Linked DNA regions of Arachis hypogaea: region 2 is linked to region 1. A link is a contact called in public Hi-C data. All regions are on one chromosome and are shown on one strand. The core of a region is the stretch at or near the end of the contact, and the rest is flanking DNA. Distances in the headings are between cores, read along the strand shown. Region 1 overlaps LOC112755198 (soyasapogenol B glucuronide galactosyltransferase). Region 2 holds the start of LOC112755201 (soyasapogenol B glucuronide galactosyltransferase-like).

The links. Hi-C and Micro-C count contacts between places; a contact is called where the count stands out from the background.
Region 2: a contact with region 1 is called in a Hi-C map of leaf, with 6 times the contacts expected there. The contact joins the promoter of LOC112755201 here to the enhancer-like site in region 1. A contact is called at or near these places in 4 of 8 Hi-C or Micro-C datasets (all in leaf).

The regions. Positions count from the first base shown.
Region 1 is chr16:136,929,977-136,936,472 of arahy.Tifrunner.gnm2.J5K5, forward strand. All of the region lies in intron 3 of LOC112755198 (soyasapogenol B glucuronide galactosyltransferase), which reads left to right. Among protein-coding and RNA genes, the nearest start is that of LOC112755198, 12 kb to the left of the region's middle. Within about 2 kb of position 4,450, at least 1 of the 3 cell types and tissues checked has open chromatin away from gene starts, as enhancers often do.
Region 2 is chr16:136,980,293-136,987,111 of arahy.Tifrunner.gnm2.J5K5, forward strand. LOC112755201 (soyasapogenol B glucuronide galactosyltransferase-like) reads left to right here and starts at 4,133. Exons shown (of 1, transcript XM_025803144.3): 1 at 4,133-5,813. The coding sequence starts at 4,158. The coding sequence ends at 5,636. LOC112755198 (soyasapogenol B glucuronide galactosyltransferase) reads left to right here. Exons shown (of 7, transcript XM_072221280.1): 7 at 374-2,026. The coding sequence starts at 381. The coding sequence ends at 1,874.

The DNA.
Region 1 (6,496 bases), core at 3,200-5,699:
CGTTAGGGATACATAGAATTTACCCAAAACGTTTGGGACAAAAACGATACTTTACTCTTCCATATTATTTATTTTTTTGTCTCTCTCTCTTTTTTTTATATATGTATGAAAGCATAATACATACAAAGGACATCAATGCATATGGTTTCTATACTTTCTCATGAGTATACACCCAAATTCTCAATATTTCTCAATAAAAACAAAACACATTATCATCAACCAAAGTTTCCACATTCTCCCGCACTTTATTAACACACACACACTTACTATCTTAAGCTAACTAAAGATTCAAATAGGACAATTAATTGTTTTTCGCTTAAGGCTAATGATGTGGTAATCATAAAGAACAAAAGGGGATTAAAAAGGTTCAAGGTGGCAAACAAATGTAAATGAAATGGTAGGCTATTTGGGATAAGTGAGCTATAATCAAATGATGGCTTCAATCACATAATTGCATGGGTATACACTAAATAATAGACATATAGAATGGAACAACCGCAGATTGCAATCATAGAGAAGAAACACACAAGAATCAAAATCATGGTTAATTGATGTAACCATATTATTAGGCTAAAAAACTCATAGGTTGTGTGTTCTTAACTCAAAAAATCATATTCCAAAATATATATATATATCATGCAAGTTTCAAAAATTTTTACTCAAATCAATTTGAATCTCAATGTCCTTTCTAAGAAAATTCCATGAAAATTTCATCAAATTGACCAACATTTATCATTATATATATATATACTAAATGAAATGTGATTATGAAAATTTAATTCTTTTTAGTTCACTTCCTATTTTCAATCAAACCAAATCTCATGCAAAAAAAAGGGTAAACTAAGCTCAGCAATCTACATTTTTTCAAATTACAACTAATAAACCAAAATAACTATATATATGTACTATTAACTAAAAGTGCAACTCAAACTAAAAGTCTAAAAATATATATACAAACTAAAGATGCCAAATGCAACAAACTTAGAGGTGTCCAAATTAACTAATATATACAATAATCTAAAGTGCAACAAATGAAAGTGCAAGTACTAAAATAAGACAAAATAAGGGGAAAATGTCTGAAATGGTCACCCAAAATAGAAATTCTATCGACGACGGCGACCTCCCCACACTTAGAAGAAAGCATCGTCCTCGATGCTACGACTGAGACTGGGCGAGAGGATCAACGTCTGCAGCTAGCTCTGGCTGTGGCTCCGGTTGTGGCTGTGGCTCTATGGGAGCCTGAATCGGTGTAGGTGCCTCTGCCTGCTGAGCCTCCTCCTGATCCTCCTCCTCCGCCTCAGACTGGTCGAAAGGAGAGTTGGAGTCAGAGGGCATTACGGCGCCCAGTGATGCCAGCATCCGACTCAACCGCTCATAGCGTCGCTTGTGGCGACGATCACTCCGATCCATGCGCTCAATGAGGTGCTGTACGAGTCGGTAAGTCGGCTAGGGTGTTGATGGTGATGGTGACGGCCCGGTAGATGTAGATGGTGCTGTAGGGGGTCCGGCTGCAGCTGAAGAAGAGGACGGCCCAGATGCCGCTGCTGTGGGGGCTCGAGCTCTACGCGGTGCTGGCCTGTCACTCACCCAAGTCTCACACGGAATGGTCTTCTCCTTTTCGTGGACTGCGGGTGGCGACTCATCATCTGGCAGCCATGGCACTCCAGCCCGGAGAGCCAGCTCCGTGACCAAACTAGGAAAAAGGGAGTGTGCCTTTGACATGGGCGCGCCACATAAACTTTCTGATGAATCGGGGAAGGTACATCTCCTTCCCTTCGAAGACGCACCCAATTAGCACTAACATGTCCACCGGGATCTCAGTGAAGTGAGTGCTAGGCATGACGTAATGGGCAAGAATCTGCTACCACACCTTAGCCTTCTTCCTCAAATACTCAAATCTCATCCCCCTGGTCTTCAGTTTGTTCGCATCCATCTCCCAAGGGGAGTCCTGCTGGGCAACTACACTCCTAAGTGCATCATATTCAAAGGTGAGGCAATGCATCTCCACCTCAGCCTGCTGAAAAGCGTCTCTGTCACTGATCTGGGGCTGACAGTGGAGGATCTCCTCAATGTCTGCCTCTGTAACCAAGATCTGTCCGCCTCTAAGGTAAACCGAGTCAAGGGTCGGCCTGAAGAAGTTGTAGTAAAACTCGCGAACCCAAGACTCGTTCACTCGTGCTAGCTCTCTGTCCAAGAAAGACCAGCCCCGATCCCTAATTTGAGGCTCAGTAGACCGCCTCAGATCGGATGGGATATCTAGTTTTTTCTCCAAGTTAAGATTCATCGCTGAAAAAGCGAAAACCGGAGTTCACAGTATAGATTAGGAAACTTCTCCGAGTCGGTAAGAGGCAGGAGCTGATCTGCCTTATCCTTGTCAGAGAGATGTATCACAGAATAACCGGCGGTCGCTGATTCAGAAGACAACTGAGATTTCTTCTTTTTTCTGGCGGTAGCCTTTGCCTTTTCCTTGCCTCTGTCAGACATCATGAAAGCAGAAATCACAGGATACAGCATATTAAACAGAACAGAGGAGTGGAAAGCAAGGATATAAGTAACAGACAGAAATAGGTAACAGAGGGAAATTAAAACACATTCATGAAGTGAGTTAAAGAGATGAAATCTTGGAATGCAAGAAAAATAGAATTCAGACGTCAATCAGAACACAAACCAAGAATTCATGCAATGACAGTAAAGAATGCTTGTTTGTTAAGCAACAACAATTATCATGCCAGAAGAAAACAAAAGAGTTAGTTGAAAAACTAAAAGAAGAGTCAAACAGTCAATCAAGTCAAAAGTTAGAAAACTGGTTAGAAATCAGTGGCATGACAATCATTGAACTTAACCAAGAGAAATTCAAAAAGTATAGGAAACAAGCACACTCACATTCATGAGGATGATGCAAGTCATTGATGATGAAATATGAAATGCACAAAAGCACCAAAGAGGAATGCAAGTCATCATCAATGTTTTTGGTCACTAAATTTGTAAAGATTGGTGTTGAAAGAATTGAGAAAAGCACTTGGTGTAACCAAAAGAAGGTTGAAAGAAGTTTCAAATTAAAAGGTTTACACCAGTGGAAAGCACCAATCATTACAAACGCAAGAACCTCAATCATAAGGAGACAAATTTAAATCAAATGGTAAATTATGGCAGTGGCTTCATTGGTAAAATAAGGTGAAAATTAAACTTGAACCAAGAAGCTGTAAAGATTTTGACTTAAACCTAAAATACTGAAAACACAAAGAAGGTTCGTATCGACATAGTTAATCAAGGTTCTATTTGACACAGAAATTCGTCAAATAGTTTCTTGATTTTGTCAATCACCAATGCATCTAAAAAGGGAACCAAAATAAATTTGGAAATGCTGACCAATCAACTTATGAATTGAGTTTATTATAAGCCAAAGAGAGTTCCAAATCAAAGAGTGCCAAGTTCAATTCATAAGTTGTAAGATAAACAATAGGGCAATTTTCAAAAATTTTGGTAGCATTCCAGCAGTAAATTGAATGTTCCCGGATAACAAACAGCAACCAAAACAACTCATATGAATCCAATATATGTCAACAATATGAAAAACAAGAAAATCATATGAATCAGGCATCATTAAGCAAAATAAAACAACTTAAATCAGCATAGTAGCAATCACACAGCATACCAACAACAGCATCAAATAGCAGCATGTAAAAGCATGGAATAGCAACATCATCACCACTTAACAAATGAAATTCAGCCATTCCAGACAGCATCAATAGCAAAAATCAGACATAAATCCACTAATCAGAATCCTAAAACTACCTAACCACATGCAATTCTAACTAACCTTATCAAATAGAAATAAGCAACACTAACTAAATTACTTAAACAGAATAATAAAATAAGAAGAGAAATGCAGAAGGGGAGACATGGGAACCTGGGAGAAGCAGAAGCAGAATTGGCAGAGAGGGAAATAAGGACAGTGCCGACCCAGAGACGACGGCTACTGGTACAGGAACGACGCTGCCACGATGGTTTGGTGGTGGCAGAGCTGAGGCGCTAAATAGAGAGAACAGGAGAGATGGTGTAGAGCAGGGCACCAGATTCCCGTTCTGGTATAGAGGCAGCAGAGAGAAGTGAAATGAAGAAAGAGAAGAGGTTGTGGTGATGATTGGTGGTTCGCCGGCAGCAATGGGTGGCTGCGGCGGTTGCTGGTGGGAGCAGAGAAGATGAACGGCTGAGAAAGGGGAAAAAGGAGAGAAGAAAGAAAGAAAGAAAGAAGAAACGGGGTGGTTGTCGGCGGCGGTTAGGTCGTTGGAGTGATGAGGCGGTGGCGAGACAGAAGCTTGCTAGTGGTGGTTATGGTGTTTGGAGGGAGAAGAAGAGAAAGAGACGTTGAGGGTGAATGAAAGGGAGACGCGAATGGCTAGGGCTCACGCGTCTGGGGTATCAGTGATATCAAATCCACGCGTACGCGTCAGCAGCGCGTGGGTGGAGAGAAAGGGAATCGACGCGTAGGCGTCACTCACGCTTGAGCGTGGGTGGGTCAAAAGAAGCATCGACGCGTATGCGTCGTCGACGCTTACGCGTGAAGGGAAAGAATGCACGGTGACGCGTATGCGTGGGGTGAGATTGTGCTAAACGCACAATTCCAGGGCCACTTTCGCACGAGTCTCTGGAAAATGTATGGGGTTGCATCGATGCGTACGCGTGACTGCCCATACTTTTTTTTAACACCAAAACAGAGCTTAAAATTTCTCCTAACACTATCTACAACTCCAAACTAACCAAAATACAAATTAACAAAATTTTTTAGTTTTTTTGAGGACTTTTCACAAAATTTGAGAAAACTTGCAATTCAAGCAAAAACTCAAATTCAAAGTATGATATTTATTCAAAATATAAAACCAACAAACAACCTAGCATCCTAAACAAAACATATAAAAGAATAAAAGGAAGGACTACCTAACAAAAAAACAAATTTTCTTTTTTTTTGGAATATGAAAACAAATATAACAACTAAAATTCAAGTATAACAACAAATCTTTTGGTTTTGGAAAAATTTTCAAATACAAAACAAATACAACTTACACTTCAATCAAAACGCAATTCAACAACAACTATTCTAATCTAAACATAAATCTAACAAGCAACTCATCAATCGACGCAATGTGAAGAGTATAGAAATTAAGGAAAACTACCTACAATGGTAACTCAATTCATTCATTGATTATATCTACAAGAGAATGGAAGGAAGTTACCATGGTGGGGTGTCTCCCACCTAGCACGTTTATTTAAAGTCCTTAAGTTGGACCTTTGGGAGGTTCCTTGTTAAGGTGGCTTGTGCTTGAATTCTTCTTGAAACTCCCACCAATGCTTCGTTCTCCATTGTGCCCCAAGGTCTCCAATGAGTTGCACCAAGTCTTGATGGAGTCCTTCACAAGCTTGGAGCTCCTAAAGTTGATCCTCATTGTGCGATCTGGGATCCCAAACCTTGTTTTCACACCCATCTTCTAATTGATCATCATGATTCCAATTGGGTGGTTTAACCTTGGAATTCTCAAAGAGACCCCCAAACAACTTCCTAGACCCATACAATTTAGCTCCACACCAAACCTTGCAATCAAACTTTGAACATACCATAGTGAACCTAGGATGATGTTTCCAACCACCACACAACTCTCTCCTAGTCTTAACTCTACAACGAGCTCTAAGTTGACCATCATTTTCAAGCAACCCATATTCAAGTGGAATGATAAAGCTTATAGATAAGAGATTTATGCACTTGAATGGTGTAAAGGATGATGGAGACTTAGGAAGGGGGACCTCCCCACACTTTGACAATGCAAGGTCTACTTTCTTATGCTCTTCTTTAAGTTCCTCCGCCCCTTGACAAGCATCTTTAGTTTCAATTCCTTGTTCACCAACCTCTTTTTCACATCCTTCATTGCTTAAGTTATGTGTCGGAGGTTGTGCATTAGCCTCCTTAACATCAAATTCACAACACAATGAATAGCACGTCGGTTGGTGCGGAATTATCTTCAATAACAAGATTTGTCACTTGTTCCATTTCTTCCAATCCTTCATTACTTAACATTTGCCTTGGAGGTTGCACATCCTCCTTAACATCGCTTTCTAGTCTAATCGAAGAAGGCTCAACAAGATCATCAAAGGGACTGATCAATGTGGACAAAAAATTACTAATGATGAAATCCACTTCTTGATCAATTTCTCTCAACTCTTCATCCACTTCCTTAACATCAATGATTTCAACTTCCTCCTCTTGACGCAAATCATGCTTTAGTTCCTCTTCTTCCCCTTGAAGCACTAAACTCACTCCCTCACTATACTCCTTGATTGCTTCTCCATGTTCAACAATGGGAGTGCCTTGATCACATAGGTTTAGTCGGGAGGAGACCATGTTGCGAACGGCTTTCGCCACGGTGGGAAGCACGGCTTCTATCTTCTTGAACTCCTTTTGTGTCTCTTCTTGCCTTTGGAGGTAAGAGCTAATATCTCTTTG
Region 2 (6,819 bases), core at 2,883-5,382, 50 kb after region 1:
AAAATTTCTAATTAAGATTACCTAATATCCTAATTGTGTTAGTAGTTTAACACATTTTATTTTAAAATAATTGAATCTTAAATTAAAATATATTTAATTATATAGCTAAAGTCCTATAAAATTCATAAAACTAAATAATATACTAAATTTTGCACTAAATCATCACAACTTTGGAATATAATTATATGATTTCTACCAAAAGTAAGTATGAATTTGTTAATAGTTATTACTTATAAGAAAAGAATTCATATTTTCTAAATTATAACTTTGAATACCAGATTAACTGTGCCAGATTTTATTTAATTCTGTATTCATATTTGTGCAACATAGCTTCAAATTTATAGTAGTTTTTCCACCCTCATCATGTAAACAGATTTGGCATGAAAATGGAACCTCAATTGAATATAATTTTTCTTCCATATCCAACTCCTGGCCACATGATCCCAATGGTAGATTCAGCAAGACTATTTGCAAGGCATGGAGCAAGTTCCACCATCATCACTACACAAGCCAATGCTTCAACATTCCAAAAGGCCATAGATAGTGACTTCGAATCCGGATACTCAATCAGAATCCATGTGATTCCATTCCCTGCATCTCAAGTTGGTCTCCCTGAAGGTGTTGAAAACATGAAAGATGGCAATTCACTAGAAATCATGGGCAAAATCGGCCGTGGAATACACATGCTCAGAGATCAAATTGAGCTCCTCTTTCATGATCTTAATGCTGATTGTTTAGTCACAGATATGTTATATCCTTGGACAGTGGATTCTGCTGAGAAATTAGGAATTCCAAGGCTTTACTTTTACAGCTCGAGCTACTTCTCGAATTGCGCTAGCTATTCTGTTAGGATTCATAGGCCTCATGATGGACTTGAATCTGATACAAGCAAGTTTTTGATTCCGGATTTGCCACATAAAACAGAGATGACTGCTCTGCAGCTTGCAGAGTGGATAAGGACTAAGAATAACAGCACCGCGCAATTTTTCGATGCAGTGTTTGAATCTGAGAAAAGAAGCTATGGAACAGTGTACAATAGCTTTCATGATCTTGAAAATGACTATGAGGAACATTACAAGAACATAATGGGGATCAAAGTTTGGAGTATAGGACCAGTTGCAGCATGGATCAATAGTACTAATAAGGGACAAAAACATGATCATGTAGAAGAATTAGAGCCCAAATGGTTAAAGTGGCTTAATTCCAAGAAAATTGGTTCAGTTTTGTATGTTTCTTTTGGTAGCCTAACTAGGCTTGCTAATGCTCAAGTTGCTGAAATTGCTCATGGACTTGAAAATTCTGGTCATGATTTCATTTGGGTAATTAGGAAAAGGGAAAATGATGATGATGACAATGATGGGGATAGTTTCTTGCATGATTTTGAGGTTAGGATGAGAGAAAGCAATCAGGGCTATATTATATGGAATTGGGCTCCACAGTTGCTAATATTGGAACACTCTTCTATTGGAGGAATTGTGACACATTGTGGATGGAATTCAATTCTTGAAAGCTTGAGTTTTGGGTTGCCAATGATCACTTGGCCAATGTTTGCTGAGCAATTCTACAATGAGAAGTTGTTGGTTGATATGTTGAAGATCAGTGTCGCAATCGGGGTGAAGGAGAACAAATTGTGGGTGAGTTTGGGTGAAGAAGATGTGGTGAAAAGGGATATGATCACAAATGCTGTGAAAGTTTTGATGGGAAGTGGTGAAGAGAGCATGGAAATGAGGAAGAGAGCAAAGAAGCTTGGTGATGTTGGCAAGAGGGCTATAGAGGAAGGGGGAACATCTTACAACAACTTGATTCAGTTGATACAAGAGCTAAAATCATTGAAGGTATCAAGGGAACTTAGCAAAAGAAAATTGGAAAATTAAAAGTTTCAAACGGTTGGTGGAGTGGATTTAGATGATTGATGTAACACCCTTATTATCAGAATGTCACGTTTTTGGCTGCACCACTCTAATAACAAAAAGTATTACAACGATTTCATGTATTTAATAATAAAATAAGAGTTTTTGACTCGTAACCATATCACTGATTTCTTTAAAAAAAAACGGAAATACTTTTTACATGGAAACAAACAAGCATATATATATATATATATATAGTCACAACTCTTATCCATCGTACAAAAATATAATAATAAAGGCAAGGGAAATCTATAACATATGTATGCAAACAGAAGTAGCATATCTAAAAACTTTAACAAAAACTCGGCAAGCTTTTTCATCCGTCTTGAAAAGAAAAGTTTGTAGGGGTGAAAATATCGTTTTCGCTGGTTCTCATTAGAGGGTTTTTAAGAAATCAGCGATAAGGTTACGAATCAAATATTCCTATTTTATTATTAAATACATGAAGTTGTCGTAATATTTTTCGCTATCAGAGTAGCACAGCCGGAAGCGTGACATTCTAATAGTAAAGGTGTTACAATTAAAATGGAAGGATGATTGAAATCTTGTTGCTTTAATTTGATGGTGTAGCTTCTGATTTTCAAAACTATAAATAGTGAAAAATTTATTATCAAAATAATGTGTGCCAAAAGAATGATATGGCATAATTGATAATCTTTTGATAAGAAAATGGATTCTATCAGTATATTTAACTAAATACCATCACCATGTATTATTGTATTTTGTCAAGTCATGTAGTTAATTTATTTTGATAATAAAGTTAAACAGAGATGGATAATTTTAAAAGAAAGATGATATTGAAAAGTTTTAAAATGTTAGAAATAATTTTAAAAAATAAAAAAGGTTAAAGACCATTTTGGTTTTCTATTCAAAGGTTAGAAATCAAAATAATTTTTATCTTCAGCCAGCAAAGGTCAACAGTATTTTAAAACATATATAGAGTTCACACTAGCTAGCCAATAAATAAAAATTAATATTGTACAATAAAAATAATATATAATTTTGTTATTCCAGGTCATGTTAAAAGCATATAAAGATTATTTTGATAATCACTATACTAAAGCATAGGTTATTTGGTTTAGTTGCCTCACTGCACCCAGTCACCCATGACTCTGGGGCAGCAAGAAAAAGAAGAGAACAAGCATATTGAACAATCCATTACAGGACAATTGAGAAAGAAAAATATATATTTTTTTATATTTGATGTGAAATATTGGTTAAACTTAAAAAACATAAATCTAATTTTAAATTGGCTTTACATTCTATTTATTTTATATGTATATAATATAAGCCAGCAACATTTTAACAACGCCAATTAGTATTGTTTCTAAAATATATAAATTATCTCATGATAAACTTAATTGTCCATACATTTAACATATGAATTTTTTTTATAGCTAATTTTTTGTGTATATGTAATATAATTATTTATTTTAAAATGAAGTACTGTATTTAAATTAAACTCCAAATAATTAACTTAGAAAATCATTTCAAATCTTATGGGAATGTAAAACTTTAGAAATACTTATATAATTTTAGAGTACATTTAAGACATACTTCAAAATTTGTTTCTAATTCAAATTTTAACTGTGTTAAATTGATTAAAGTTATGATTGTTTTATGTGTTAAAAGTGTGTATATAAAAACTTATTATACGATAATGTATGATAAAGAGTAATTTAACTTCTAATTCCAGAAGAAAAGTCATAGGATATATATATATATATATATATATATATATATATATATATATATATATATACTAAAAACAAGAAAACATTCAAGTGTTGTTAGAATATTTTTAATGCGTATTTTAAAATATTCATAATCACTTATTCGTTAATGTTAATATAATTTCTAAATATTATAAACAAAAAGCGTTAATTATATTTTTTTTTTTTAGAAAAAAATTTAAGTATTAAATAATTTCAGGAACATACAAGAACTTCTTCCCTAAACTAATAAAAAAGTCAACCACTAAGTATCAAGTACAACGTTGAGAACAAGAACCGGCTTAATGAACAATGAGCAAATAAAAAACCATCAAAAGACAAACACAAAATGACACTTAATAATAAGCCAAAATGATCATATAAAAAAAAAAGATGAATGAAAGTGACCATATCTGAATTAACGTAAGCATACCTATTGTTTGTTCTTGGAAAGTCAATTTAAAAGAGTTAGCTTGTTCATAATCCAAATAACTTGCTAACCAAGTTTGAATAACACTGAAAAATCACCATAGTTATGGGAACAGAAAACCATGTTCAACTCAATGTAATTTTCCTTCCATATCTTACACCAGGTCACATGAACCCTATGGTGGACACAGCAAGATTATTTGCCAAACATGGTGCTAATGTTACCATAATCACAACACAAACCAATGCCTTAACAATCCAAAAAGCCATAGATAGTGACTTCAATTCGGGATACTCCATCAAAACCTATGTGATTCAATTCCCTTCATCACAACTTGGTCTACCTGATGGAATTGAAAACATCAAAGATTGCACCACTCCTCAAATGCTAGAGAAGATTTTCCATGGAATAATGATGCTGCAGCCTCAAATTGAGTCTGTGTTTCAAGAACTTCAACCTGATTGTATTGTCTCTGATATGTTCTATCCTTGGACAGTCGAATCGGCCGCGAAACTAAGGATTCCGAGGCTGTACTACTACAGTGCCAGCTCTTTCTCAAGTTGTGTATATCATTTTATTCAGAAGCATAAGCCTCATAAAGGGTTAGAATCTGATTCACAAAAGGTTCAAATTCCAGGACTTCTGGATAAAATTGAGATTGCGCCGGCCGAGATGGATGAATTTCAGAGGAAAGAAAATGACATGACAATTCTTATGAATGTAGTATATGCATCAGAGAGAAGAAGCTATGGAACCTTGTGTAATAGCTTTTATGAACTTGAAGGTGGTTATGAGGAACTTTACAAGAACACAATTGGGATCAAATCTTGGAGTGTAGGACCGGTTTCGGCATGGATTAACAAGACTGATGAAGAGAAGGCGAATCGCGGAAACAAAGTTGATCTTAAAGAAGAGCCTTATTGGTTGAATTGGCTTAACTCAAAGCAGAGTGACTCTGTTTTGTATGTGAGTTTTGGAAGCTTAACTAGGCTTAGTTATGCTCAAATTGTTGAAATAGCTCATGGACTTGAAAATTCAGGCCATAATTTCATCTGGGTTGTTAGGAAAAAGGGGGAAGGCAACGGCGAAGGCGAAGAAGAATGTTTCTTGCAAGATTTTGAGGCTAGGGTGAAGGAAAGTGACAAGGGGTGCATTATTTGGAACTGGGCGCCACAATTGCTTATATTAGACCACCCTGCAACTGGTGGAATTGTGACTCATTGTGGTTGGAACTCAATACTCGAAAGCGTGAGTTCCGGCTTGCCAATGATCACGTGGCCTATGTTCGCCGAGCAATTCTACAATGAGAAATTTCTTGTTCAAGTGTTGAAGATCGGAGTTTCGGTTGGAGCTAAGGTGAATAAGTTCTGGTCAACTGTTGGTGAGGATGGAATTGTGGGAAGGGAAGAGTTAGTGAAGGCTGTGAAAACTTTGATGGGAAGTGAAGAGAGCAGGGAAATGAGGAAGAGAGCAAAGAAACTTGGTGATGCTGCAAAGAGGACTATAGAAGAAGGTGGAACCTCTTACAACAACCTAATGCAGTTGATGGACGAGCTCAAATCTCTTAAGATGTCACGAAATTAGGTAATTGAAATGGAGGAATAAATTAGTAATCATGGTGTTGCTTCTTGAGGTGTTGCTCATGAAGGTTTTATATATATTTGTTTGAACTATTGTGGTGTTTTTCAGTTGATATTAGCTGAGATGTTACTTGTGCTTTGTTCTGAAACTTTATACAGAAATACATTTAGTTTTTGCCAAGCCTTTGCTTTTTTTGAATAGTTTGAAGTTTCAGATTTCCAGGAGTGTCATGATGCATGCCAATTATTGGAATTCATCAAAACAAGTTATGGTTAATTTGAATTATGAATTTTTTTTTCAATATATATCCAATTATTTCTTGTCTATTTCTGCGTCTCTAATAAAAATAAATAGAGTTTTGCGAAGTAGACAATGATTTTTGTAAATAATGTTAACAATGGATTTTAAAATTGTCCCAATAAAGTAAAAAAATACTCCACCCCAAATTACTTCCTAAACATTAACATTAAGATAACTATCTGCACACCTAGTGTGAACATCTAGTCATTATTAATTATGCATGAGTAAATCGAATCAAAAGAAATAACCATCCAATTAAAAATAATGAACATAATCATCTACATACATATTGAATTGAACATTCGACATATTTATTGCTCACATTGTTTAGTATTCTCATTGTCTACTTATACTTTTTCAAATAAATAACTATACATATTCTAATCATTTATTTTTTAAGATATACCAGCTAATTTTTCACCAAACCAATATCATTTTAAAAATTAGATAGTCTCTATTTTTCACAAAAAAAATGTTATTTGAATAAAAAAGTACTTATATATCTCAAAAAATGAATTGTTAAAAAATGTTATTTTAATAACTAACAAGAGTATTGAGTATTGACAAGTGATGAAGATCAAAAAGCCAAAGTATTCATCTAATCCAAGATTACATTAGTAGCATGAATCTGATACTTGAACCAAATGAGAATGGGTCTAATTGGATTATACCCGATTATCCGACAAATACTCGAAGGAAACCAATTAACTCGAGTTAGATGATATTAATCTCTTTTCTCACACAAACTATATGCCGCCGGTGGACATGACCACGGGAGCTCGCATATTCCACACTCCTCCAACCAATCCTTTTATGCCACCTCATCCCATTGAACCTTGTTAGTTAACTTCCATAACGATTTTACCGAGGTGGGGCCCCTGAATAT